Linked DNA regions of Mus musculus: all the other regions are linked to region 5. A link is a contact called in public HiChIP or PLAC-seq and promoter capture Hi-C data. All regions are on one chromosome and are shown on one strand. Each heading gives the region's core, a stretch centred on a gene start, on an enhancer-like site or on the middle of the called end of the contact. The rest is flanking DNA. Distances are from core to core; before and after follow the strand shown.

Evidence for each region. HiChIP or PLAC-seq counts read pairs in DNA pulled down with a chosen protein or histone mark. Capture Hi-C pulls out chosen DNA fragments and counts their contacts.
Region 1: an H3K4me3 HiChIP or PLAC-seq map of craniofacial prominence shows a contact between it and region 5, with 4 times the contacts expected there. The contact joins the promoter of Tns3 here to the enhancer-like site in region 5. A contact is called at or near these places in 4 of 484 Hi-C or Micro-C datasets (Sertoli cells, embryonic stem cells, forebrain and 1 more), 4 of 115 datasets of contacts at active chromatin or transcription factors (craniofacial prominence, embryonic stem cells and pancreatic cancer cells) and 1 of 9 other capture datasets (liver).
Region 2: a contact with region 5 is called in a promoter capture Hi-C map of pancreatic islet. The contact joins two enhancer-like sites. A contact is called at or near these places in 1 of 484 Hi-C or Micro-C datasets (nephron progenitors), 1 of 115 datasets of contacts at active chromatin or transcription factors (embryonic stem cells) and 1 of 9 other capture datasets (pancreatic islet).
Region 3: a promoter capture Hi-C map of adipose tissue shows a contact between it and region 5. The contact joins two enhancer-like sites. A contact is called at or near these places in 2 of 484 Hi-C or Micro-C datasets (adipose-derived mesenchymal stem cells and nephron progenitors), 1 of 115 datasets of contacts at active chromatin or transcription factors (pancreatic cancer cells) and 2 of 9 other capture datasets (adipose tissue and pancreatic islet).
Region 4: an HNF4G HiChIP or PLAC-seq map of pancreatic cancer cells shows a contact between it and region 5. The contact joins two enhancer-like sites.

The regions. Positions count from the first base shown.
Region 1 is chr11:8,660,542-8,666,781 of GRCm38.p6, forward strand. It overlaps Tns3 (tensin 3), which reads right to left and starts at 3,994. Exons shown (of 31, transcript NM_001083587.1): 1 at 3,938-3,994.
Region 2 is chr11:8,611,794-8,617,315 of GRCm38.p6, forward strand. Tns3 (tensin 3) reads right to left here. Exons shown (of 31, transcript NM_001083587.1): 2 at 3,947-4,058. Among named protein-coding and RNA genes, the nearest start is that of Tns3, 50 kb to the right of the region's middle. Within about 2 kb of position 4,233, at least 21 of the 459 cell types and tissues checked have an H3K27ac peak or open chromatin away from gene starts, as enhancers often do. A contact at or near this core is called in pancreatic islet, where this site is marked.
Region 3 is chr11:8,699,351-8,704,749 of GRCm38.p6, forward strand. No RefSeq gene overlaps it. Among named protein-coding and RNA genes, the nearest start is that of Tns3, 38 kb to the left of the region's middle. Within about 2 kb of position 2,256, at least 83 of the 459 cell types and tissues checked have an H3K27ac peak or open chromatin away from gene starts, as enhancers often do. A contact at or near this core is called in adipose tissue, nephron progenitors and pancreatic cancer cells, where this site is marked.
Region 4 is chr11:8,682,953-8,688,716 of GRCm38.p6, forward strand. No RefSeq gene overlaps it. Among named protein-coding and RNA genes, the nearest start is that of Tns3, 21 kb to the left of the region's middle. Within about 2 kb of position 2,514, at least 51 of the 459 cell types and tissues checked have an H3K27ac peak or open chromatin away from gene starts, as enhancers often do. A contact at or near this core is called in pancreatic cancer cells, where this site is marked.
Region 5 is chr11:8,466,654-8,472,338 of GRCm38.p6, forward strand. The region is part of intron 20 of Tns3 (tensin 3); the gene reads right to left. Among named protein-coding and RNA genes, the nearest start is that of Tns3, 200 kb to the right of the region's middle. Within about 2 kb of position 2,053, at least 263 of the 459 cell types and tissues checked have an H3K27ac peak or open chromatin away from gene starts, as enhancers often do. A contact at or near this core is called in Sertoli cells, adipose tissue, craniofacial prominence and 6 more, where this site is marked.

The sequences.
Region 1 (6,240 bases), core at 2,744-5,243, 200 kb after region 5:
ACTTTGGGCCAGAAAGATGTCTCCGCAGGTAAGAGTATTTGCCCGATGACCTGAGATCAGTCCTGAAACCCACATCATAAAAGGAGAGAATGGACTTCAGCAACTTCTCCTCTAGCCTTCACACACAGGTCAGAAAATACATGGATACGTACACGCATGCATACAGGCATACGGACATAGACACACTTCATACAGAATAAACAAACAACCAAATATAAAATATTAAGAAAATAAATTTTTCCCCTGGAAAATTCTGGAGGCCCCTGATTTGTGTTGTCTTCTATTTCTTAAACAAGATGGCCCTGATCGTGGATTACCCATCCTTCCCTGGTTCCCCCCTGTGGCAGAAGCAATCGACACTGGTCATCTGTGCTGCCACATGAGGAACCCTAAACACAGCTACACTGGGACGGGTAAAAAATAAAAACCAGAACCAGGCACAGCAGGTCATGTCTGTAATTACAGCACTCGGGAGGCTGAGGCAGCAGGATTCACCAAAAGTTCAAAGTCACATGAGCTGTAAAAACAAAGTAAGTGCCTAGACACTCTCTGAGAATGCACTGTGCCACACAACAGTTTGTGCCACAGGAAGACCTGCCACACAGACACTGAGGACCTCCCCAGGGACTCTGTGTGCAGGACCATGTTCCTTACCACAACAACAGACATGCTCAAAACACTCTTGATGCAGAATTCAAAACAAAGTTCCCAGAAGCTTGGGGAATCTGCGTCTTCTACTTTTACGAGTAACAGGCATCAAGGAAATGAATGTCCCTGCCCCTAAGCTGCACTCAGCAAACTGTGAGTGTACAGAAAATGGTGGAGGAGGGGTGCAGATATGACAGAATGGGATCCCCCCCTTTTTTTTTCAAGACAGGGTTTCTCTGTATAGCCCTGGCTGTCCTGGAACTCACTCTGTAGACCAGACTGGCCTCAAACTCAGAATTGACCTGCCTCTGCCTCCCAAGTGCTGGGATTAAAGGTGTGCACTACCACTGCCTGGCGCCCAAATTTGGTCTCAATGTAAGAGAATGGATGCATGAGTTTTGAGACTTACTTTGTTTGTTTCCTTCTGAAGTCCTGGTTATTGAATCCGAGTTCTCACATGCTACACAAGTGCTCCACCAAAAGATACAGCCAATCCTCGGGGGTTTTGAAATGCAGTACATACTCCTTCTCACCTACGCTAAGGAGTTTAAATGCCATTTCCATGTGGAGAGTCCACTGAGGATACATAGGCTTCACCGTGAGTATTAGGGGTAATTGTGCTCTGGCTGTGAACACGCTCTACTCTCTGAGAAGCACAGGGTGGCTAACACTTAACCAATACCTACTGAAGCAGCCAGCCTGATCCACTTATTTTAGCAGAAATGGTGGCAGGGGCTCTGAGTAGATGAGGCTTGCTCTGTGTCATTAGGTCACTGCTGGCAGGTTTCTTTCCAGGTGAAATGAAGATGCAACCTGTTCTCCCCTGCTTCTGGGTCCTACAAGAAGGGGCCAGGTTAGTGCACCTCTTAACGACCTTTTGCCTAGATCCAATGCCTCGGACTACCTGGTAGGTGGCATGGTCTCATAAAAGTGTTTTACTTTCAGAAAGAAAAAACTAAAGAACTTTTGCTAGCAGTACCCCAGTGTTCCCCACATCCAAGTTCAAACACAGAGTCAGAACAGGCTTCCCCTGAACATATCCATTGCTAACAGCAGGCTGACCCTAAGCAACATAATGTGGCTCCAGGGGCAGACTGCATGCAGATACACCACTAGCTCCCAGACTTTGGAAATTTGTTGGTAATTTTCCTCGTCTGTAAAATTGCTCCTTGTATCCTGGGCAGACAGAAGCTGTGACTGCCAGACAGACTCAAATACCCTCTTCCTTTGATATCTTCCACTCCACCTTCTTGTCTAGCTGACTCCTTGTCAGGCCTTGGCTATACCACGAGTATACCAGCTCCCCTGGAACCTTCTATAGCATAGTAACATATTTGATCTTGTGAACTATGAAGTCAACATTTGCAAGTAGCTCAGTTTCAAAACACAGCAGGCCAGAGAGACACTTTGTAAAAGCTAATCGATTTGCATTTAGGCATATGATGTTCCCTGAAGCAACTACTTTTTTTTTTCTATCTTCTTAGTGGTTAGGTTTCGCATCTGCTGCTGCGGATAGCTTTAGCAGCCTCGGCAGAGGAGCTACCCTCAGTGGAAGAACTGCTGCTGTCTGGACAAGCATTCAAAGCCAATTGCCAGGGAAGCAGCAGCAGCAGCCAGCCTGCAGGAGCCAGGCCATAGAACTCAGACATTGTGTCCCAGAATTCCAGCTACTCCTCCACATTTCAGCTTCATAAACAGGATACTTGGCATTTCTTTGCCCATATGCAAAATGGGTGTGATAATCCCACTTCCCTCTTTCTTCCAAGAATCATTGGGTGAGATGAAATAAACAACAGGCAAAGAGTTTAGTACCACTCAGCCAGAGGTCCTTATTGCCCTCTGTCATTCTTTGGGGGGGGGGGGGGCAGTCACCATGACTTTATCGGAGGTCTGGCTTCTTACCAATTGCCCCAGTTAGTTCTCCAGGACCCAGCAAATGCACCCCCTTGTCTGTGCCCCCCTTCCCTCACATAAACACACACACGCACACACACACACACACACACACACTCCAAGTCCTGGCCTAGCCTCCTACAGCTTCCAGCTGCAGCCATCCCCGCCCCCTTCCTGGTCCTCAGCACAGAAAAGCCTTTCTTAATACTTGTTGATTGATTTGCAAATATAACCTCATAGGCCCCAAAGAGGGAAGCAACAAAATCACAAAGACAGTCAAAAATCTCTTTTAACAGGCAAAAAACTAAAAGCACTTTTAAAAAGTATTCATATGAACAGACCAAAGCCTCAAGGAAATACATCAATATGTCAAAAGGGTTAGCTCTGATGGGGTACACATTATTACTATAGTAGCTCCTGTATTCTTGGTTTGGGGTGTCGTTTTGAAGCTCTATACAGTGGAGCAGAAGGCACAACTCAAGAAACAAAATTTGGAGTGGGCTGTGACAAAGCCGAGGGCGTTCCAATCAGTTGTGGTCACCCTAGATAGTGCGGTCTGCTGGCCCCAAGCCCTGGAGGGAACTTTTTGTGTTCAGTCACGCTAGAGAGTCGGGATCACCTGCTGGCACCGGCCAGAATGCCAGTTGGGGAAGGAAGGGGTTCGGGGTCTCTTTTTGCGGCATAGACTCTCAAATCGATCCAAGCAAACGTCCCCAGGGGCAGAACACAGAACTACACAGAAACCCCGGGGCCCAGGACCCTCCCTCCTACTTGTCAGCTACAGTGCCCGCGTGCCAGGAGACACGTGCCACAGGTGGCCCCCAGGCCTGTGCCTGCACTCGTACTCCTCCGAATAGTGGGAAAAGGCGGGATGAGACCCCTGGCTCCCAAGCAACCGAAAGGAAAGGAAAAGAGGCACACAGCTCACTTGCCTGGAAAAGGCGGGAGTAAAGTCCTGAGAAGTCTCATTGCAGCCCCAAGCGGCTCCTCCGTCTTCTCTTCCCTAACTGTCTCAGGGAGCAAAGTCCGCAGGGCCGGGGCGGCGATAGTGTGGTTCCGCCCCCGCCCTCCTAGCTAGGCGCCGGGCGCCGCGACCAGGACCCTGCCGGCCCCGGAGCTCCGGCCCGCGTCGGCCCGAGGACCTGGCTGAGCCCCAGACTCCCGATCGCCGCAGACCCCCTGGTCGTCCTCAGTCCTGGATCCCAAGCGCCCTTCCCGGGTGCCCCCGCGCCTTGTCCCTACACCCTCAACTGTCTCCGCGCCCAGGTTTGGTGTCTGCTCGGCTGCAACCCAGTTCCAAGACCCCGAACGCCCAGGCTCTGGAACCTGAGCGGGGGCCCCAAACAAAGAGTGTGGCGGCGTGTGGCTGCCCCTGCCCTGCTCCCGACCCTGGTACCTGGGCGAACCCGCAGCGCGGTCCGGCGGGGCGATGGCCGAAGCGAAGCTGGGCTCCGAGCTGCTCGCGGGCGGGCCCGTCCTCCTGGCTGGCCGCCCGCGCCCGCGGCAGGGCCCCCTCGAGGCGGCTCCGGCAATCGCTACGGACCGCCCGCGCACCGGAGCCCTGCCGGTCACCTGGTCTCATCTTCCTAACAATGTCCTGCGTTTCCAGGTGCTGGACACCCGCCCCCCGCACTCACCCCCTCGGGTTCCTGACCCAAGGGATGAGCTCTTTAAAATACCCTCCCACTTCGCTGGCCTCCCTAAATACCTCGGGGGCCCCAGTATTCTATAGGCTCAACAGTTCCATGTCTACGTAAGTGCACCTGGGGAGGGAGGTTCGAGTCCCATTCCTGCAAAACCAGTTTATTGTTTCATCCAGTGTGTCTAAGTGCTGTTTCTGCCAGGAGGAAGTCCTACAATACCCTCCAGTGACTTATTATCCCGTGGGGCTCTACGTGTATCAAGCAGCAGTCTCTAAGACAGCCCAGGATGCTCCAACAGCCCCTTCAACATCCAGAATTCACCAGGCAGGAGGAGATGATGGTGCTGGGTAGAAGTCCCTTGACTTCTTAAAGTGAACCTAGCAGGAGAGAATACGGTTGAGGCTGGCAGGAACACAGGAGAAAGAAGATCTCCTGAACAGCCTTTCTCAGATGAGGACAGAGCAAGATTTCTTAAGAGATCCCCAAGATTCGGATAGCTGGGCCTCTGTGTCCATTTTCTCATTGCGATCTCCAGGGAATGATGGCATGCCATTGCATGGTCTTTCAAACACGTCTGCATAAATGAGATGGAATTTCCATCAGTTTCTAGTGGACACCAGCAGCCCTTAATATCTCTGATTCCACTCCGGGAAAACACTCCAGGTAGCTTTAAAAGAGGGTAGAAATTGTATCTATCTGCTCGGTGCAGCCACTGTCTGAGGTTACCAAAACCTGTTCAATTCTTGCCATATTGTGCCTTCAAGAAAAAGCCAGGCTTGCCAGGAATGGTGGAGAAGCTGAGCTAGGAAAGTAATATCTGGTGGATCTGTTTACAGCGCAGCCTTCACAAACACTGAGGTGAGGCCCTGGATCCTAGGCCAGGCTAGAGGCCGGGCCACACCCTGTTTCCTCTCCCCCAGGTTTGGGAAGGCTATGCCTATCTCTGAGAAATGGAGACATTGGGAGAAGGAGATGTTGCCTGAGGCAAAAGCTTCCCCAGGCCCTGAGCCCCAGGCCCTAAGGAATGAAACAAGCATTTCCCTAGCCTCTGGGAGTCCCACGGGTCATGGGTGAGGAACAGGATGCTTGTAAAGGAGCCTTTAGAGGGGATAGGGAGGAGGTCACAGTCATTCTGCTAGAAAGGGGGACAAGGCAGGAACTGTTCCTTTGCCTTTGACCTGGTAAGAAAACACCCCCAAAATCTTAACTTGACATAGGTAAACCAAGTGGTGGGGATCAGAGCACTGTAAGGTGAGGATCCAAGACTATCCAGATTCCGTGCTGTTCTCTCAGATGTTTACCAACAGCCTACTCACTCCAGCCCTCCAGTCACTGGGTTGCCTTGCTTGGTCCCAGCTGCCCGAGGGACTGCAAGAATTTCCACAAGGTGTTCCAATCACCCTCCTTAAGAGCTAATGTGGGAAAGTACTTGATAGCTCAGAATAAGGAAGACCCCAGGCAAGGCTGGGATTCTGCATCTCTGTACCAGGAGCCTCTGCTAAGATCTCCCTACTCTGTTTTCCCTACCCAAACTAAATGGTCCCAGACCCCTGTCCCTGCCCTCCCTGCGGGGATAGTTCCAGTGTGGGATAGATTCTCTAATTAGATCCTTGTTTCTAGAACAGTGAAGTGGGGGCCAGTGCACGTAATGTCCGTCCTTACGTTCAATGCTAGTGTTCAAAAATAAACTGAAAAGAGAAACTGGACCATAGTATCTTTGAGCACCCCATGTCTGGCTGCTCCATGGTCCCTGCATCTTGTCTACAGGATGAACAAAGAAAACTTTGGATGATTGACCTGGGCCTGGCTTATGCAGAGCTGAGCACCATGGGGCCTCCTCACTTCACATGCCATGACTTTATATTTCCAAAAACTTAAAACAAAAACAAGGCATGAGCAATTATCAGCCCCCCAAAAGGAGATCATGTGGGGTCCCCCCCCCAGGCTTAGCCCTCCAAAAATGTCTCAGAGTTTAAAACAAAAGTGTCAAACCAATTTAGCTAAAGAAAAGTCTGCTGAACTGGCCCCTCCCTGCGGGTTCCCCCAGCAGGAGAGA
Region 2 (5,522 bases), core at 2,983-5,482, 150 kb after region 5:
TCAAGGCCAGCCTGGTCTACAGAGTGAGTTCCAGGACAGCCAGGACTACACAGAGAAACCCTGTCTCGAAAAACCAAATAAAATAAAATAAAATATTAAAAAAGCCGGGCGGTGGTGGCGCATACCTTTAATCCCAGCACTTGGGAGACAGAGGCAGGCGGATTTCTGACTTCGAGGCCAGTCTGGTCTTAAAAAAGTGAGTTCCAGGACAGCCAAGGCTATACAGAGAAACCTTGTCTCAAAAAAAACCAAATAAATAAATTAATTAAATTAAATTAAATTAAATTAAATTAAAAATAAAAAAGAGGTCATGAGAAAGATCAGACCTAAGATTCCTGGAACATAATTTCAGGGCATTAAAGAAAAGCAGCAATTGCATAATAACGGAATTACTATACTTGTGTGCATAAATATGATGTCTCAGTCTATTTGGGCTGCTATTAAAAAAAAAAAAAAACTACCAAGCCACAGCCTGAATAGCTGGGCTACATACAATAGCAAATCTATTTCTCACAGTTCTGGTCCTAGAACAAAGCAGTGTGTGAGGAGGGCCCCACCTCACACACTGCACAGTGCTTTCTGGTCTGTCATCCATGGTAGATAGTAGAGGTAAGGCATCTACGTGGCACCACAGGACTCTGAGAGTTGGGGGATGGGAAGTGGGGGAGGGGGGCTCTACTAGTGACACCTCGCAGCCTAACAGAAAATCAGAACATAAAGGAAAGGTGGATAATGTTAATGTCCTTTGGAACACAAAGCCATCATGCTGGTCTTCACTCTTATGAAGACCTGAAGGCCTCTCTGGGACCTGAGAAACTGAGACATTTAACTGGAGGTGACAGGCCTTACCAAATTTTTCTTAACAAGTGAATGACAGGGCTGGCGAGATGGCTCAGCAGTTAAGAGCACTGACTGCTCTTCTGAAGGTCCTGAGTTCAAATCCCAGCAGCCACGTGGTGGCTCACAACCATCCATAATGAGATCTGATGCCTTCTTCTGGTTTGACACAAATGGTACTAGGGGTCTCCTTCCCACAAGGTCTCCTCTGGTAGCCAACTAAAGGGCTCTGCTCATCCTATGAGCACCAATGACCTGCTCTCAGCTCCTTTCTTTTTCCTTTTAGGCCTACAGTAAGCAGATGGAGAGACCCTGCTTCTGTGGCTATGTCATTCCCATCGGTATGACACGAAGAGGCTCCTACTCAATCAGTGAGGCCCTGCCCACCCATGCCTACCTGACCTCAGCATCAACAACATCTTCCCAGACCCTTGTACTCTAGGGCATGTCAGGGTTTAGAGACACACTGGCCTGTAGGAGACTGCCTCAGAGCAGAAGGCGGAAGCCACCCTAGCATTCCACACCTATAAGGGTGAGGGGAGTGGGGTTAGGCTGAAAATGTTGAAGTTCAGCAAGACTGCAGTGAGAGGAGACACTTGGAATCAGGTAGAGACAGGACTCCCAAAAGCCTAGGGTAGGAAACACGTGGGGCTCAGGAAGCAAGGTGTACTGGTTAGTTTTGTGTCAACTTGACACATCTGGAGTTATCACAGAGAAAGGAGCTTCAGTTGGGGAAATGCCTCCATGAGATCTGGCTGTAAGGCATTTTCTCAATTAGTGATCAAGGTGGGAGGTCCCCTTGTGGGTGGGACCTTCTCTGGGCTGGTAGTCTTGGTTCTATAAGAGAACAGGCTGAGCAAGCCAGTAAGTAACATCCCTCGATGGCCTCTGCATCAGCTCCTGCTTTCTGACCTGCTTGAGTTCCAGTCCTGACTTCCTTGGTGATGAACAGCAGTGTGGAAGTGTAAGCTGAATAAACCCTTTCCTCCCCAACTGCTTTTTGGTCATGATGTTTGTGCAGGAATAGAAATCCTGACTAAGACACAAGGGGACCCAAGCGAGGGGACCTGAGATGGAAACGACAGGGAAGCAGTCGACATATTCTTCAGCACTATGTAGCAGAGGGCATCAAACTGGAATACTACAGCCCAGACAGATGCCCTTGAACTCTAAGAGGACCACACTCTTGGTCCATTCCTGACTCACTATGTTACATCTCCAAAACTGATCAGAAGAAAGGAGAAAATAAGCCAAAGAGATCCCAGCACTACAGAGGCCCACCAGGGAAGACCCTGAAAATTTTCCACAAAGGAACTACTGGGTGTGGCAGTGAAAGCTACGATCCCAGCACTCAGGAGCCAACCTAGGAGCAGGAGAGTCCAAAGCTAGCCTCCTGAAAGGAGAGGGGAGGCAGAACTAACACTAACTCTATGGAGGGAACCCTAACCCCCCACAATTGACTGGACACCAAAGAATGGTCCCCCGATCCTTCAGGGCTTCCTGGGCTGTGTGGTGGACCCCATAGCCTCATCCAGCCACACATTCATTATGGAGATGCAGCCACCTGGAGTCACAAAACAATTCAAACTTGCACTGACTCTAAGATTTAATCATCAAGAGAAAAAGCCAAGTGGGAAGGGGAGGGGGCATGAGGGCATCAGATTCAGGGAGAGCAGGAGAAAGAGAACAAAAATAGGAGAAGGGGGCAATCTCTACAATGTGCCAGAGACCTGGGATGGGGAGCGGTCTCAGTGTGTTTATGGGGGCAACTCTAGCTGAGATTCCTAGCAGTAGGGGATATGGATCCTGATGTGGCCACTTCCTGTAGCCAGACATGACTCTCAATGGAGAGGTAAGATAAGGACAGCAACCTACCCACAAAACCTTGAACCCAAAATGTGTTCTGCCTACAAGATGTGCAGAGACGAAGGGAATGGCCAACCAATGACTGCCCCAAATTGAGACCTATCCCATTGTCAAGAACTAATCCCTGACACTATTAATGATACTCTGTTATGTTTGCAGACAGGAGCCTAGCATAACTGCCCTCTAGAAGCCAACGTAAAGAGATGCAGAGACGCACAGCTAAACATTAGATGGAGCTCAGGGAATCTTATAGAAGAGTTGGGGGAAAGAACTGAGGGCCTGAAGAGGACAGGGATTTCATAAGAAGACCAACAGTGGCAACTAACCTGGACCCTTGGGCTCCAACCAAAGAGCATGCATGGGCCGGACCTACCACCTGCACATATGCAGCAGATGTGCAGCTTGGACTTCATGCAGGTCCACCAACTAGAGCAGGTTTGTCCCTTAATCTGTTGCCTGCCTGCCTATGGATCCCGGTCCCCTAACTGGGCTCCCTTGTCTAGCCTCAGTGGGAAAAGATGCACCTAGTCCTGCAGTGACTTGATTTGCAGTGGGTGATACCTAGAAGGGGTTCCCCTTTTCAAAGAAGAGGGGGAGGTAGGAATGGGGGGGAAGGATCTACCTGAGAGGGGTACTGGGACAAGACAGAGGGTTGGTATTGGGATGTAAAGGAAATAAACACATTTAATCTTTTAGAAAAGGGAAAAAGAAAAAAAGCCAAGCTGGTGGCTTGGTTTAGAGACAAGATCAACATTTTCCACAACCAGGCTGAGAGATGCCAGCACACAGAAGGCCCTAACTCAGGGGCTGGAGAGATGGCTCTTCAGTTAAGAGCACAGGCTGCTGCTTTTACAAAAGACCTAGATTCAATTCCCAGCTTCCATATGGGAGCTCACAACTGTCTATAAGTCCAGTTCTAGAAGATCTGACACCCTCACACAGACAGACATGCGGACCAAAAAAGTGAAGTGTAGGCTGTAAACGACCTGCCCTGAAGCACAAAGTGCCCACAACAACCCACTAATAGCTCTGCTCTTTCTAGAAAACTTTCCTTAGGAGCCTGCATCTTCATAAACATGGGAGGCCCTGCCAGGTGCTGGGGGATGGGGGCTGAACAGAGGCGCAATGGGGAAATTCCATGACTTAACTTCTGGAAACTCCCAGAGGAACGACTGTCTACGCGTTACTGTTTGTTTAGCTTGGGTCTAACGGGTGAGAGGTTCAAGGGCACGGACTTACTTACCTCGGCAAGCAATCCCTTGACCGTCAATGGTCTGTCTGCACACTCCACAGACTCTGGGCTTTTTAAAGTCCTTTTTCTTAAAGTTGTGCGGACACGTGGTAAATTCTCCCGGCTGGAAGAGTAAAGGAGGAAACTGTCAGAGCTTTAGCTCTTGCATCTTTTTCTTTTTTTGTTTAAGGTCTTTCTCGGGAGATAATAAATCTAGTGAGCTTTGCACACAGCCGAAAGAGGAGCTTTACCAAGCCAACTCCAGTTCCCTGAGCCAGAGAATGGCATTCTGGAATCCAGAGGGCAGCTCGCCCTCTCTCAGTAGGCGCATCTCCTAGGAGGGCATGAGGACTGAGACATTAGGCAGCCACCCAGGTGATAATGCACTGCTTGCAGCTAGCAGGCTTACATCATCCACTACAGTAGCAAAGTAGCCATACACCCTTCCAGACTCTCAAGGCGCTTCTAGAATAAAGGACTATCCAAGAGCAAACAAGTTAAAGCTCACTGCGTAGTTTCCCCCTCAAAGATGTCCCTAACTATCCACTAAGGTTCTGACTTCTCAGGCCAGTGGGCTAGGTGTGTTGTTCTGCAGAAAGGAAGGCCCTGGCACGAGCCAGGGATGGACACACACACACAAACACACACACACACACACACACACACACGCACACACTGCCTCCTTAACCTTGATGGCAAGCGTTAGTATAAGGACATTAACTCTCATCTACCAAGTTCCTGTTGGTAGAGTCTGCTCTCAGAGCCTCTATGTGAGGCCCTTAAAAGATCATTCACTGTTTTAAAAACAGCTTGTTTGCTGCTGACAGTCCACGCATGATCTAATAACCATGTGGATATTAGTCAACGTCAACACACACACACACACACACACACACACACACACACACACACACGAGGGGGGGGGGGGGCTTCTGCTCTCTCACCAGGATCATTTAAATTTACTGAGAAAGTAAAATGCATCGTTTATCTCCTGTTCTCAGTAACAACTACTTTGGAGGAAAAAAAAAGTTTGATAATTTCTTAGAAGCTTTCCAAAGTATGACAAGGTAATTTAAAAAGGACCTGCGGCTGGGCTGCAGGCAGTGCTTTACTTTCTGAACAGACCCCAGCCCCCACACAGTATGGCCAATGACTTTTCGAGACAGGGTTTCTCTGTGTAGTCCTGGCTGTCCTGGAACTCACTCTGTAGACCAGGCTGGCCTCGAACTCAGAAACCCACCTGCCTCTGCCTCCCGAGTGCTGGGATCAAAGCCGAGCGCCACCACTGCCCGGCCTTAGACTAATGTTTCTAACACTTAAAAAACTGTCCCAATGCTGGGCAGTGTGGTGGTGGCACACACCCTTGATCCTGACACTCCAGAAGCAGAGGCAGGTGGATTTCTGTGAGTTGAAAGCCAGCCTGGTCTACAAAAAGAATCCCAGGACAGCTAAGGCCACACAGAGGAACCTTGTCTCGAAAAACCAAACTGAACCAAACCAACAACAACAAAAGAGAAAAACAAAAACAAAAAACAAAACAACAACAACAAAAAAAAACCTGTCCGAAACAAGAAATAACCTAACTATA
Region 3 (5,399 bases), core at 1,006-3,505, 230 kb after region 5:
GCTACCCATGCATCAATCAGTGAACAAGCCGGTCCTCCACAGGCCGGCCAGTGTGATCTAGGCAATTCTTCAAGTTTGCTCTCTCTCTTCAGGAGAGGCTCCATGGTGTCTCAAGGTGACAACAAACCCCAGCACACTGCCCCATGATAGAGAGTTTAATCATGTTCATAAAATTAGTTGTTGCTAGGGAAGGCTTTAGTGTTGATACTCTGTGATTTGTTCTCAGTCTTGTAACATTTTTCTCCCTCCTTTCTTTCATTCTGGGGTTGCTTGTTAGCATGGTTGGTTAATTGATTTTGGTGGGAATACATTTTAAAATCTTTCTCATTTCCTGGTACTTCTTTTCCTAGTTTGTATATAAGCTCCTCTGGAAGATTACTATATTAAATTATTATATTAAGGTTCAAACAACCCATTTTAAGTTGAACTTAACCCCAGTTGCACACACAGGCATTGCTCTTCACAGCTCTGCTCCTGGCATGGGAATCTATGGATGCAGTACATTCCTGCTTCATAGCTTGAGTCCCTGTGAGCAGACTTTTCATGAATTTGCCTTTTGTTCTTGGTTTTATTGAGACAGGGTCTCAGGCAACCAAGGCTGACCTTGAATCCCTGATTCTTTCATCTTCACCCCCTAATGTCAGGATTCCAGGCATGCACTCCCGCCCGCCCCTCTGATTCATGCATTTGCTTCCTTTTCAACAGCTTGGTGATGTTCCCTGTGCCTTGGAGGGGATGAAGTGGCCTGTTTTTAGGTGTGCCGACCGGTTTTGTTTTTGTTTTTTGTTTTTGTCTTTTTATTGTGTTTGACTCCACGGTTGAACATCCTTCGCTGACATTTTCTATTCAGGTGCTGCATGTTCTCAGCACCAGGGATTCTATTTCGCTTCCTTTCATCTCGTGGGCTTTCTTTCTCCATTCCATCATTGTCCACACTCCTCTGTGTTTTCCTTTGCTCATTGTTCTGTGTTTTCCTTTAACTCTTCCAGCACACTCAAGACACCATTTAAGTCCTTTATCGGGACTCAATCTGATGTCTGGGTTGCACCAGGCACGGTTTCTGCTACGTTGTTTTGCAGACTGGGAAGTCTTTTGCTAGTGAACATAGCAAGGTCTGAGCTTGAGATCAGCTCAGAGCTGATAGTCATAGACTATTCTAAGATTTCCTTCTTCCTTCCTTCCTTCCTTCCTTCCTTCCTTCCTTCCTTCCTTCCTTCCTTTCTTTCTTTTTTTCTTTCTTTTGTTTCTTTCTTTTCTTTTTTCTTTTTTGTTTGTTTTTCGAGACAGGGTTTCTCTGTATAGCCCTGGCTGTCCTGGAACTCACTTTGTAGACCAGGCTGGCCTCAAACTCAGAAATCCGCCTCCCAAGTGCTGGAATTAAAGGCATGCGCTGCTGCCACCACCACCTGGCTGCAGCTGCTTTTACGTATCTAAATTTTTGTAAGTCATCTAAGGGCCATAGTCTGTTGTGTTCATTTGCCCATACACCCCATCCCCCACCACACACACCTGCAGGTGAGCAGTGACTGCTGCTTCCTGTGCCCCTTTCAGTATGGAATTGGAGCTACCACTTTTTCCTGTGTGAGCACAGAGCGAGGTGAGAGAGACCAGTTCTTCAGGCACGTCATAAAACAGCACACAGAACTTCTCTCCCTCTGGTTTGAAGGGTGGAAGCAGAAGTTGAGCTGTGGCTCTCTCCCACCAAGTCATACCAGGGAGGAGGTGGCACAGAGAAGTTAAAATGTCCTTAGTGTGCCTCCGACTTGACTGGACACTTACTTGGCTCCTCTAGCGTTTTGAGTGTTTCTGAGAGTCTTCTAAAGTCCTTTCAGCCAGTGTCTTCCTAGGAAAAAGGGGCCCAGAGCGTCCTAATTTGAAGTCCTGTGATTTCACTCCATAGGCATGCCTGTTTTTGAGTTTTGTTTCTGCTTTGGCTGTGATAAAGATCATAGATGTCACTGCATAACTAGAAAGCAAGACTCGGATTCAGAGAAGTTACAGTGTCCAATATGTGTGGGTAAAGCCCAGATCACCAGGCCTCAAGCTGGGAACATCTCTGTCTAAATCTCTGTGTCCTATGAGGCAGAGCTTTTTGAACTTGACTCCTTGAAACAGCAAATTCAAACTCAAGAGATTTGAGGAGGGATCTGAGGTGCCAAGTTTCCATAAACATCAAGCTGTTTCTCTGTGGGCAGAGTGACCGTCCACAGTGAGACACAACAGCAGCCTGACTTCTGGCGTGTGTAGGGGTGCGGCTCAGTGATCTGGGTGGGAGGCTGCTTCCTTCTTTTCTCAGATTGAAGATAAAAGACTCTACACACAGGGCTTTTAGGGCCTCTCCACTTGGCTGTGAAGATATCCTGAGTTTAACTGTAATTCCCAAACTTTCCCACATTATTCCTAACTCCCAGGCTAAGCTTTGGAATCCTGAAAAACTCCTCACAAGGAAGGGTTTGAAGTGGTCTGTGCTGTACCTACAAACACTAGGGCCCCTCCTCCACACCCGTTCTGTTCAGTCCCCTGATAACAACTGATTAGAAGTGACCACTGAGGATCTCTCCCACGGGATATCGTTAGAGGAACAGGAAATGCCCCTCAAGATGCATGTCCATCCATTCAAGCAAGACTGGAGAGAGACCACAGAGTTCAGGCTACCACAGTATGAGGAAGCTATGAAGAATCAGTCCACTGCTCTTCATGAGGCCGTGTCTGTACTCATTCCATGAGTCACTTAGCTGAGGACAGTGCATCTGAGAACACGACAGGGACAGAGTTTGGGAACCTTCAGAGGGTCCCCAGTAGCCTGTCTTTTGTTTGCTTGGCTGCAGACCTATCCACTCATTGGAATGTGGTTTTGAACCATCCATGAGCTGTCTCTGGGCTAATGTGGTTTTGCCTTGGGCAGTATTATGGTGCTTTAGATCAACCAGCCTCTTGGGATGTCCAAGAAGCAAAACAACATTAGTCCAGAGACAGCTCCTTAAGTCCATAATTGACAACAGACAGAAGCTATGTCGCCTGTGTCTCTTCGCTGGTCAGGAGTATGGAATGACAGCAAACAGGAGTTCACACCCCATACAGCTGCTTCCTATCAGTGGCCCCAACAAGAGTCATCGACAGTCAGCTCTGCTCCTCTTCATTTGTCTGCGCTGCTCCATCAGATAACCTGTCTAGTCGGGGGTCTTTGATATCAAGTGAAACTGAAACAGGCTACTGAAACATCTCTGTTTAGGAAAGGGGCAGCATGTAGCAAGGAGGAGTCCAGGTTTGTAAGTGCTCACAACTGACTTGAGTTTACATTATGTTATGAGAGGGCCCCATAGCCAGATAAAGTGAGAGATGAAGTAAACATTGACTAGTGATTGAACATGTGCCGTGTCATTGGCTCTGAGCACTGTGGATGAAGGTTAAGAAAAACAAATGAACAAACAAACAAACAGAACCACATGAGCGCTTATGAGCTGGGCATTTCAGACTAAACTTCTGATGTGTTTTATGTTGGTCTATGGACTCATGCTCTAAAACCCTTGAAGGATCGTTTTGTTTGTTTGTTTTTTTGTCCCCCCCCCCCCCGAATCTTTTTTTTCCATTTTTATTAGGTATCTAGCTCATTTACATTTCCAATGCTATCCCAAAAGTCCCCCATACCCACCCACCCCCACTCCCCTACCCACCCACTCCCCTTTTTTGGCCCTGGCGTTCCCCTGTACTGGGGCATATAAAGTTTGCAAGTCCAATGGGCCTCTCTTTGCAGTGATGGCCGACTAGGCCATCTTTTGATACATATGCAGCTAGAGACAAGAGCTCCGGGGTACTGCTTAGTTCATATTGTTGTTCCACCTATAGGGTTGCAGTTCCCTTTAGTTCCTTGGGTGCTTTCTCTAGTTCCTCCATTGGGGGCCCTGTGGTCCATTCAATAGCTGACTGTGAGCATCCACTTCTGTGTTTGCTAGGCCCTGGCATAGTCTCACAAGAGACAGCTATATCTGGGTCCTTTCAGCAAAATCTTGCTAGTGTATGTAATGGTGTCAGCGTTTGGGAGCTGATTATGGGATGGATCTCTGGATATGGCAATCACTAGATGGTCCATCCTATCTTTTTCTCATCATCAAGACAGAAGCTGGGGATCTGGGATGTAGTTCACTTGACAGTGCTTGCCTTGAATTCACAAAGCCCCCAGCTTGATCCACAACACTGTAGACTCCAGGCGTTTGCACTCCTGCAGTCAGAAGGTGGAGGCTGGAGGGTCCGAAGGTCAGCATCAGACCTTGGCTTCAGAACAAGGTTAGGTCAGCCTGGGCTGCAGGAGACCTTGTCAGAGAAAAGGGAGAGACAAAAGAGCAATTGCTCCCTTTCACACCATGCTGCCCTTCTCTGAATCTCGGGTGTGCCAGCCTGAGATGGTTTTTGGGAGGCAGGGGACTAACTGTCCTGTTTTGTTGGCCTCCATTGACCGGCCTATTTGAGTTTCTAAAACCTTGTTCATTCCACGGATGTTTGATAATTAGAGGGTCCTCATTGACTCCATAGTCATTCCACATTAAAGCAAGAAAGGCTGCTGGGTTTCTGGATTATGAAGCAACCAAGAGCAGAACAACACAAAACAAAAAACAAACCACCACCAACGGAAATAACTACAGACCGTTAACTTCCCAGGCAAACCCACAGAGGTCCAAGCTATGGGAATGTCTTAGACTCACTGGGTGGGACTCAGTCCTGTGTTCCTCCCTGACCCAGACGGATGTGTGGGTTTAATGTTTCAGAGAGATTTCACCAAACCAAACCACAGGAGGCACGCAGGCTTTCATGCCAACATTCTTCCACTTAGGTTTGTGAAGAGGGCGTTCTGAGGTTCAAAAGAATACATGTATTTATATCTGACGATGGCTGGTTACCTTGGGAGTACATTCAGGGAGGTTTGTGATCATGAGAAAAATGATTTTGAAAGAAATCAGGAAAACATGTCCCTTCTCCACAGGCCAGGAAATGAAAATGAAATTATTTCTGGAGCGAGAAAACTTTTTAAAATGCTGACTTGTGTGCCTGGTTTAAACTATCTGCCAGTGGGCTGTTAGAAATTTCTCAGAGCACTGATCTGCTGAAAGGCCAGAAGAAATGCCTCCTGCCCTCAGCCTCCACTGATTCGGGTCACTGTGAGGTAGGGGGCCCCTTACCCTCATCCCAGCACCCAAGCCAGACCCTACGTCTCCCACGCTGTACTTCTCTATAGATTGGATTGATGGTCCAGTCCACACAGATGGGTTCAGCTCCTAACCTTGGGAAACATCAGCTGCATTCACTGGCTTCTGTATGTACAGAATAATCTGTCTGTGAGGGCAAAGTCTTCTAAGAAGTTGTGGTTGCTGGGAAGTATCAGGGGAACACTTAAATCTTCATTT
Region 4 (5,764 bases), core at 1,264-3,763, 220 kb after region 5:
AGAGTGGTCCAGACTAAGTAAAAAGGAAAGATGGTACATTCTTCTGAAGTAGCCAAGGTCAGGTCCATGGCACAAGCTGGCCTGGCCTCTGTGTGACAGTCACATGCACTCCCTGCCAGAGGTCTTGTTGGATTGGTACCACAGTGTGACTAAGTGATGGAGTGGGTGAGGCTCACAGACAGTGGGGCTCCTTTTAAAATATGGGTACTGGGAACTGAACTCAGGTCATCTAGGTGTGCTCCTAACCACGGAGCCATTTCTCCCGCGATTAATACCTATTTTTGGAAAAATGTTTACATATATATTTATATATCATGCTCCCCCGCCAACTCAAAAATAAGCCAGGATAATCATAGATTATTTGGAATAGCCAGTGAGATGAATGAAGAAAAGACCTTTTCTGTGATCTTACCACTCAGGACCATCCTGGTGGATTCAAATAGTGTGCTACCTAGACACTTACAGGAGCCTGTGCATAGCCATCCAGCTGCCTTGCTGCCCTCCTCCTGGGCATTTTCATTCACCATTTAATAATGGAACAGGGAAGGTGATACTCTTACTCACAAGTAAGGGTTTTCACTACTAACTATACCCTGCTAGGTCTTCACAAACTCAATTTGAAAGGGAGCAAATATTAATCCATGGTACTTAATTCTCCCAGAACCACTGCATCTGGGCAGGCTTCTTCCTTCCTGGCTGCACCCTAGGATCTGGACAGAGGGAGGGACTTGGTGTAGAGAAAGGATTTCTGGAATTTCTCCTTCCTGAAAAAAGGGGGCAAGGGGTGTGGGAGTATTTTCCACTCTGAGGTCTCTGCTCAGGTCAATGAGAGCATCACCCCTCCCATTCACTCCACCCCCTCATAAGGAGGAAAGGACCACTCCTCTCATCCTCTGAGGGGAGAGGATAAGAGGGAAGGAAGCAGGAGTAAGAGTTATGACAGCTGTGAACGGAAGACTTTGGCCCACTCCCCTTTGGGCTTCCTGTAGCCAATGTTGAGCTGGGTCCTGCTATTGTGATGGCAGCTCAAAGAGTGATGCACATTGGGATGCGCAGCTCAAAGAGTGCCAGGAGTGGTGGAACACACAGAGAGGGACACCCTATCACCCACTGCTTGCATCCAGTACTGAGCACCAATTATTTACTGTTGACGTGGCCCTAGAAGGTCTAGTACCTGTAACTGTGCTGGGAGCAGATACATGGAATCTCTTTCTCTCTCTCTCTCTCTCTCTCTCTTCGAGACAGGGTTTCTCTGTGTAGCCCTGGTTGTTCTGGAACTCACTCAGTAGACCAGGCTGGCCTCGAACTCAGAAATTCGCCTGCCTCTGCCTCCCTAGTGTTGGGATTAAAGGTGTGTGCCATCACGCCCGGCTACATGGAATCTCTTGATCTGAGGTTACCAGCCTGGCTTGAGGGCTGTAAGAGGCAGGTCAAGGGCAGAGACCCACACTAGGAGTGGAGGGGAGGAGTTGACTCAGCAGCCCAGGAGACCTGAGCCAGCTGTTGTGGTCACCCAGCTGCAGAGACACCTGTAGGGTATACTGGATGGTGCGACTGGAAACCAGAAGTAACCTTTCCTGGCCCTCTCTCATGCACCCATATACTTCCCCAGTGCCCCATATTAAAGGGAGCAGAGTTGTCTAACCGCCAAACAGCCATTCCTCCTTTTTAGAGGCCCACCAGTGTCCAGGGTGACCCTTGGACACCTGAAGACAAGAGGGGCTCCGGTCAACTGTCTCCCAACTTAAGGATTCAGCAAGTGACATGTTTTACTCCAGTGAAATCCAATTACCAGCTTGCATCTTTTACTACTGCACAGCAAGGCCTGTCATGAAGCATGGCAAGTGGAACCGGGGCTGAGCTTGATCAGCGAATTGCTTTTCCCATTGTTGAATGATACTACGCCACATGCAGAAGTCAGTCCTGCTTGCAAAACCTCAGTTATTTCTCCTGCCGCTGACATCAAAGGAGCCATCCCTAGTGTGGGCTCTGGCTTTGGCTCCCCTGTTACTTGTCTTTGCAGGCGCTCAGGCTTCTGGTGGCTGGGGACGGTTGGGTTGGTTTTAGATGTGGAGAGTGGCAGGAAGGCTCTCCATAGAGGTGGCTCTCAACCTGTGAGTCACAACCCCCTTGGAGGGCATCTAATGACCCTTTCTCAGGGGTCACATAGTGATATCCTGCATATTAGATATTTACATTATGATTCATAATAGTAGCAAAGTTACATTTATAAAGTAGTAACAAAATAATTTTATGGGAGGAGGTTGCCACATGAGGAACTGTGTAAAAGGATCTCAGCAGGACCAGTCCTCCATAGTAGAACACACTTGTGGCTCACCCTCCTGAGCTAGGGTCTGGTCCCACTCACTCCCTAGGAAAGACATCCTGCAGTGACTCAGCAGGGAAGAGGAGCAAACCAACTGAAAGATGTCATCACTGTGGGCAGCAGAAGTCAGCGCTGTGGTTTGAATGTCCCTGTCAAAACTCACACTGAGCTGGGTGTGGTGGTGTGTGCCTCTAATCCCAGCACCAGGGAGGCAAAAAACCAGAAGCACCACCGTAAATTCATGACCAGCCTAGATAGGCTACGTGGGGAGTTTCAGGACTGTGAGGGCAACAGAACAAGAACCTTATCTCAACCAAAATCCAATAAAATCTCACCTTGAAATGAAGTGCCCTCTTTGTGGAATTAAAAGGACAAAAACGTAATCCACTACACTGTTTGAAGAAGGCACCTTTGGGAGGCGATTAAGGTTGAATACTCCTTTAAGGGCATTTGATACAATGAGACTGTGGCCTAAGGTTGGGTAACAGTTTCAGCTGGGTTTGACACATCTTTTCCTGCAGTGAAGCTCCTTAGGCAGGAAGGTAGAAAACTCAGAAAGTCCCTAAAACAGACCAGGTTCCCTAGACCCTTCTCTGCCGGAGTAAGCAATAAAAGCTGAGAGTTCTTCAAAACTAGCAGAACTGAACTACAAAGAAGATGCCAAGAGCAGACCAGCCACCTGAAAGCAGCAGAAATCAGCACAGCTGCCTGAAATAGGTTTACACCAACCAAGTCACCTGAAAAGAACACTGCCCAACCTGTTGAGCAGTCTCTCCAGATGTGGCATCTGATCCTGAGCCTCTTTCTGTCTTTAGAATATAAACTGAATAAGCCGTTTTGTTATACATTGGTCCATTTGTGGCTTGCAGTTTCAGTAACAGAAAAGAGACTAACAGCCAGTGGCTTGTGCTCTGTACTGGAGGGAGCCTTGAAGTTCTGACTCACCCCAGTCACCTACAGAGGGTCACTGGAGATGCAGGTTCCAACTAGCCCATGAGGCTGCCTGAGAGGGCTAGGGAAGAGGTGGGTTAAACAATCCAGCCTGGAAGCTGGTGAGTTTGGGCTACAGGCAATTGCCAAAACAGCCTCATTACCCCTGGTAGCTGACAGGGACAGGAACAGCTAAGGAACCTGGCCTAAACTCAGGAGCATGGAAAGAAAATGGGTAATAAGTCAGGGTGGGAGAGATCTAGGCATCTCAGACTTGATGAATCTGGCAGGAGACATCAGTGAACAGCCACGGGAATTGATTGACAAGGGGTGCTGCCCAGAGATGCATCAAGAGGCGGAGGGAAAAGGAAAGGGAGAGAGCAGATACAGCCTCAAGTTTTTGAAGAGGCCTCCTCTGTTTTCCTGGCAGAGCCCTGTTGAAAGCACAGGTAATTAGAGAGGCTTGTCTGTGTACCTTGAGCCTAGTTACCTGCTGATTGGAGTGGGAGTACAGTCCCACCCCTTACCTGTTCTCTCACTATCTGTGGGAGTCAGGGTTCCACAGAGGCTGAGCTAACTGAAAACTCATGATTAGAAGATCAACTCAGTGATTGGGGCTGGGTAGTTCCAGTGTTGTCTGCGGGCAGGAGAGCTGGGGAAGCCAGGAGATGCTGAGCTCCTAAGGAGCCACAAAATAAGAGTCACCAACGATGCTGCCCCAGACCAAGATGAAGGCCTGGAAGGCCCTTGGAGAGTTGCTTGTGCAAGTCCACATTCAAAGATGGAAGATCTAGATTCTGATGCTCATTGGCAGTGCCAGCATTAAAAAGCATAAGAATATGAAATAATAGCACTTGCTCAAGGTGAGCTGAGGGTGTGCATGCGTGCGTGCGTGCGTGCGTGCCTGCATGAGCTCCCACATTGCCTTTCCTTCCCATCCAGGTCCCAGCCCCTTGTGATAGGGCCACCCAGGGATGGTCTTCCCCACCCAGTTCACTCACCCGTATGCTAATCATCCCTGGAGACCCCCTCACAGGGACACCCCGAAATGTGTCTTACTGGGTTCCAGGTGATTCAGCCTTGTGTAGGTTACCAAGATCACCCATCCCACCCAAGATCACCCATCCCACCCAAGATCACCCATCCCACCCAAGATCACCCATCCCACCACCTTCCCTAGGGCTCCAGGGCTCTATCCTGCCGGAAGGGAGAGTTCATTAAGTTTGGAATTGATGTTTGAATCTCTGAAAGTACTCTAAGAGCTGACAGACCATGATACCATGATTGGATATCAAAGAAATACAGAAAGCACATTGAAAAGTCAGTCTTCGTAGAAATGGTGAGTTGAAGCTTTCAAAGTACACCTTATTTTCACCTTCTGAGTTGAGTGCTAAAACTGACAACCATTAAAGTGTTATCTGGGTCTGTCCTGGTCAGGGTGCTAGACACAGACTAGAAATCCCGTGACTCCAACAAACACTCAGGGTCCTCACATTTAAGGGGTCCTTCTTAATGCCCTCCTCAGTATTGTTGTGTGGGGTTCAGTACACTGGTGCTGGGCATGGACCTTACATAATATGGCACCTTAATCAAACTTGGATGCCATCTGGGGATGTGCCTGGCTTCTGAATGGCTTGAATGTGAAAAGAGAGTATATCTTCGAACTCTAAGAAATACTCAAGGCGTGAGGTCCCCGTTTACTCAGCGCACATTCTCTGGAAGAATAAGCTACAGTAGAATTCAACGCTGACTTATACCTCCATTGTTGCACCTTCCTTCAAAGGTGGGCCTTAATTTACTGTCCTGTCAATTGAGTTTGGGCTGGATTCATTGATGAAGAACACTGCCTGGCAGGGGTAGTGGTGTGTGGCTTTGGAGACTGGGTCCAAAGAAGGATTGGTGGCTCTAGGCCTACATGGCTGACATTGGGGAACAACACCTATACAGTACATCAAGGGTTAGCTTCCTGGAGTAGCCTATGTGGGAAGAAACTGAGGTCTTTAGTCAAAAGCCTGTGAGTGAACCTGAAGTCAGAACTCCAGTGCTGGAGGAGCCTTCCTGTGATGCAGCCCCTGCAGGCAGCCTCCAGAGAAGACATGAGCCAGGACTAGACAGCCAGACTCCATCTGCATTCCCATCCACAGGAGGCAGGCTATATAGTGGTCATATGGTGCTGTGCTAGTCTCCATGAGCACTCTCAGACAGACACACAGGGCCAGGTAAACCCCAAACTTGCTTTTTACAGACACTGCCCTCTTACATTAATACCCAGGAGACTAAGAAATTTGGGGTGACCCTTGGAAAAGGGGATCCTGAAAGGTATCGATGTGAGCAGAGGCAGAACCTGAGGATCTAGTCTAGCCTAGTCACTGAGTACAGTTGCAACGCTTTGAACAACTCTGGTCTTGCAGAACAAGTTACTGCATTCCTGTGTGAACCCAGTTGCTGACCTTCGGGGAAGGTGAACTCATTGGAAGGGTGAATAAACAGTTCAAGGCGATTGATGCC
Region 5 (5,685 bases), core at 803-3,302:
CTGGGAGTGACCACAGTCCCGCCCTCACCACAACTCACTTTCTCAGAGCTTTAGGGCAGGGCCGAACACGCCGTAAGCATAGACCTGCACATTGATGGCCACCGCCCATCACTCACTTTCAGGACTGCAGAGAAATCCTGATGCCGCTGCTTCTCACATCATTTCCACACAAAGTAAGAGGCAAGAGAAGCAGCCAACTCGGGTTAAGTGCCTTCTGTGTACGTGACAGGCACACTGCTAAGACACATGCAGGCACTACCTCACCTAATCCTCCGACATCTTCCCATACACATTATCAGTCCTCCCTTAGGGACCAGGAGACAGATTCTTAAACAGTGAGGGAGGGAAGCTGGTTCACAGGAAGTCAACAGGAACCTTGTCTCCCATCAGTATCATCAAGGTCTCTGATTCTGCAGCCCACCGCTGGAGCTGCCTCCTCCACACGCACGCACATGCAAATGACAAGGAGCCTGCTGTACAGGCTTGCTCAGAGCCAAGGGAAGCTGCATGGTTCTCGGTGAGAATTTATAGCCTGGCTGCTGTGCTCAGAACACAGAAAGGGTCCCCAGAAACTCCATACCATAGGTTCCACCTAGGCTGGTGGTAAACATGAGCTCGGTGCCAATGCAGACAGATGGAGACACTTCGCATCTCACCTAAGACTAGGAAAACATTTCCATCCGAGGCGGCCAACTTTGAATCTACTGACAGACATATGGGATTCATGGAAAATGATGGTTTTATATGGATTCCATTAGAAGAACAGGAAGCTTTTGAAAAAGCATTTGACTTAAAATATCTCTGGCTCTTAGAAGGGACAACACATAAAACTTACAACCAGGAAGTTTTACAACACATAAAACTTACAAGCATGGGGCAGACCCTAACCTGCCGGGGCTTGTCATGGGGCTTATGCAAGGGCTTTCTCTCGAGAGTACGATCTGCCCCGTGATGTGAGCTGTAGCGCACAGCCTTGTATCTGTAAGGATCAACAGATGCTGCAAGAGACCACATTCTTCCTCCCTAGCCACTCACAGCCCTAAGATTCTCCTACCCGACATGTGGGGGAGGCAACCCCAGTCCTATCCCAGGAGGGAAGGACAGCTAAGGTACCAGTCACCCCGGCTGCAGAAGCTCTGCCGGAATCTGAGCACATCAGTCCAGTCAATGCCTGTTTTGTTTCAGTGTTCATGGATTTGCTTAGAAATGCTACCTTTGCAGGCTCCAAGCATAGAAGAGATGAGGGAGCCTCATTAAAAATCCCAGCATCTGCTCCACAGGCTGCCTGCCTCTTTAGTGGAAACAACTGCCCTCTGGGGAAGCTGCTCGGGGAACACTCTCCTGAGGGCTATGGGTTGGGCTGTGACAGAGAGAAAGGGGCAGGCCCACGATCATCAGTTTGGGCAGAAGAGTGCACAGAAAGCGGCACACATTCAAACCAGGCTTTTGTTCATCCCTAAGGAGCTCCACAAAGTTAGAAAGCGTGCCTCCCCTGAAAGACGGTCCCTAAGAGACTTGAGAAACGCCACTAAGTGATAAGGGAACTCAGAACAGAAAACTGTCTGGCTATCTTTCCATGCCCCAGTTCACCTAGGTGTCCTGGCCATTGGCACTGGGTCTGTCTGTCTCCTCCTCCCTACTCCCACCACTACCCTCCCCCACATCCCAGATCAGGTTTCAGCAACTGGATGTGCCCAAAGGAACCAGAGCTCAGAGACACCAGGGACACAGAAATAGCTCCTGGAGAAGCCACGAGGCCAGCTGTTGGCTTACCTGGGCACCTGGGGTCCGGTCAGTCCATGGAAGGGCCTAGAATCTGTGAGCCTTGTTAAAGGCACTCTGCAGGGTCTGTCCCCAGCAGCCCCGGGTGCTGAGTCCGGCCCAATGGCGTCCCCCACCCACCCTGGGAGGGCTCAGTGTTCTGCCAGTCCCCGGGGGAGTCAGGGCGAGAGGCGGGGCTGCCACCTCCAAAGAGGCCCATTCAGAGGGCAGCGGGAGAGTAGGTCGCAGGAAAGAATCCCGGGATTGTTGGGCGGCCGCGGGCTGCTGCGGGCCGCCTGCCCAGTCAGTGCCTCCAGACTTGGCCCCGCCTGCTCTCTGCTGCAGTTCGCTTCCTTTCCATTCTGCTTCCCTTCTTCCTCCTCCCCCTTCAAGTTCGGAAAAACTTCCCGGCCAAAACCCACCACAACTTAAAACCACGCCGCCGAGACCAGGGACACCCAGCGGAGACAAGGGGCAGGACAAACAGCCACGCCCCACACCTGCCCTTCGCGGCAACCTGAGGACGCAGGAGGAAAAAGCCAGTGGGGTTTGACTCTGTGACGCTGAGCCACAGATTCCTTTCCTGGTAGAAGGGGATCGCCTCGCCCCAACAAAGCCTTCACCACAGCCCTACACAAGGCAGCCAGGAGACTTCAGCTGCGGAAACCCACTCCTCAGTATCTGCTCAACTGCAGATTTTCCTCCTGGCTGCAGTGGGAACCAACAGAAACTGATCAGGAACCAGCCTGTTTCATTGGGCTTTCTACTAACAGGTTCTGGGAAGCATCTACATCTAGATCCCCTTCTTCCTCCTATTTCCTTCATGTGTTTCCCCCATATGGAAGGGCCCCCCAAAACATCAATTGAACCTCTCGACAGCCTTCAAAATTGCTTACAAACACCAGTACCTATTTTAGTCTGAGACATTTTCTTGTGCATCAAGTAGCATACAGAGTCTATTACCTGAGCACTAAAACACAGCCTGTCCAGCAGCACTCCACGTTTTACCATGAACTGAAGGCAACAGAGTCTCACTCACTCTGCAAATGTGAGCTTCTAGAAACTTCTAGAACATTCTCCCTGAACGTCTCAAAGAGAAGTTTCTCATGTTCCCCAAGGGTTGCTTCCTGGCCAGCATGTGCCAGTGTTGATTTTACTTCATTATCGCAGGCCTCTGCACAGAGGTAAGTTTCCGGCACAGCTTGCTGACCATCTTGCTGAATCTAAGCCTGCCCAACCCCGCAGGTCCCAAGAGCAACTTGATAAGGAGAGGCCCTCATTCCAGGCCCATTCAGGCCACGTGTCTAGGGCCCAGCCAGGAAGACCCCTGAGAAGACACTTCCTCCCAGTTGTTTATATGCCTGAAAACAGCTATCCCTGCTATCGGAAATGCCTGGCCCCAACCCAACAGGATCAGCGGCGGGCTCAGTGAGGTGGGTGTACCAGCCTTTCCAGTCCACGACTTCCATCAGAAAAAGGTCTAACTCCTCTGTGGGTCCCGTCTACCCACAGGCCAGAGGACTGGGGGTTGTGACCGTGTCAAAGCCATGACCCAAGCAGCTCTGAGCAGGCCTCCTCACAGACTTGCTCATCACCCCCGCCCCTCCTCCCGCTCATCTGCGGCAGTGTTAGGGATTGAGATGGCTTGGAGGGTTCCTTCCTTTAGGAAGAAAGTCATTCTCTGAAACCCCACTGTTTCCCCTAGGGATCAGGGTCAGAACCTGGACAAGAGACAGCCACTGTGAACCAGCAGGATGCCCATGGGAGGACAGCAAAACCACAGCAGAGCACAAATAGGTGTTAGGACCACCGCCCCAGGAATGGGCTGAGCCAGCCTTCACCTTTGCCAGCAGGATGACACCTGGAGCCTGGCTCCACATACTGGGGCTCAAGCTCACTGAGGAGCTGATGCATTGGCCCCTTGATGGGAAAGCCTTGCCTTTAACTCTACTCAATATTAAAAAACAAACAAGCAAACGATGAACCCATAACCTTAGGCACATCTTATCACTGACTGAAAGCCCCCTCAGCCTCCTGAGTGCTGGTGATACAGCACTCCTGGTGCAGCTAGAAGGCTCAGGCCCTGGCTGGAACTGTGTAGACGGACACTCCCCTAGAAAAAGAAACCAGGTGCTTTGTGTGTAAGTTGTAGGTTTCTTTACAACCCACCTGACAGCCCTGGGAAACATAAGTGGGCAATGGTGATGTAACCTGCAGGTCCTACCTGCAACTACAGGAACTGCCCCCAAGACAGAGCCAGGTGGACCCCCAAACCACCAGAATAACCACCACCATAGCTGACAACCCCGAGTCACTCCAATGCCCTTTTCCTGTTTGTCTGAGAAACCACTGTCCACAGTTGAGCAGACCCAAAGAGAATTCTCCCTGACAATTCTGCAGAGAAAGGCTTTAAAACAAAACACACCCCACACCCAAACCCATGTGCCCGCCACCTCATGGTCACCCAATGCCATAGCCTTCCGAGAAAACTAAAATCCAACAGCTGGTGACACTGACTTTCTACCAGTGTGCCATGCTGAAACCCAAGGAACACCAAATTTACCCACAATACCCTTTGGAACACTTTCCCCCACAAAGACATCAAGTGGCTGCCTGTATTTCTCTGTAAATGTGCTCACTGGTCGTTCCTCACAGGTTCGGGCATAGCAGTGCACAGTTCCTATGTAGCACTAATAGGGTGATACACTCTTATAGGAGAATTTGCTGACATGACCATCCATGTGCTATGTATTATGCATCTGTGTAGAGTGGGCTTCTTGAGATCCTCAGTTCTATGTACAGATGAAAACCATGATTTAAAAATGGTGCCTGTACTATACATGAATGGACTTTCTGCTCTGACATCCATCCCTAGATGATACAATCTAGATGGGAGGACACGTGAAAAGGGTAGACAAAGCCCACACTGTCATGCTCAGCACACCAGAGAATGGTACACATAGGGTTCCTAGAGCCAATACCCACAAGTCCTAGAGGAAGGGTATACATACTATCATGGGATCTAAACAAAGGCTGAGATACATAACTGTACTGAAATGGCCAGCTCCTTCTTCTGAGAAAGCTCCGTGATCTAACAGAGTACCAGATACCTCAATAGGCCCCAGCTGATTGACAGCAGGGAGCAAACAAAATGTTCACATCTTCATAGCTCTTAGCAACTCAGTTCATGTGCCTCTTCATACCTCTCACAATTCAGATCTACCACACACCAAGCACAATGTGGCACCCTGGCCAGGAATGCTAGCCTGAGGGGACAGTGGCACCAGAGTTATAGCTGAGACTCCAGAGTATTACACCATTCTGACAACTAAGGCTGTGTGACACCTAGCCTAGTCCAGGTGGACTGGAGGAGAGGGCCTTCAGAGAAGAGAGACAAGCACATGACTGGCCTGCCCGATGAGACAATGCCACAATTGTCCTCTGCTTATCCTTTATACTGTCTTCCAAGCTGTCCGCACTTGGGCGCCTACCTGGTTCAGTGTCCTGCACCCCCAGCTGTGGCTGATTCCGCAACAGATTTTAGGTTGCACACCCACCACAGGCTGGGGTTCCAAGCCAATTCTCCAGTCTTACGGTCAGAGCATGCTCTAGATAGCCAGCTAGGCTCTGGAAATGCATTTTGAATTAAAAAACTAAACTCCAAGACACTTTCACAGATAGAGGATGAAATAGACTCTCATTTCTAAGAAAACGCCCGATACCATGCATAGTGTTAACATTCTTATTCTTTTGGTAAACAGATATTTTAAGAGGTTATGAAACTTTTGTGCTAGGTCACAGACAAGGGGCTCTGTCATCATGCCTCAGAGCCACCCTCTGGGCTGAGAATCATGATCAGACCAAAACTTCTGCTGGCAACAGTGCCTGAATAGCATTTACATGCTCGCTTCGAGAATAGCCCAC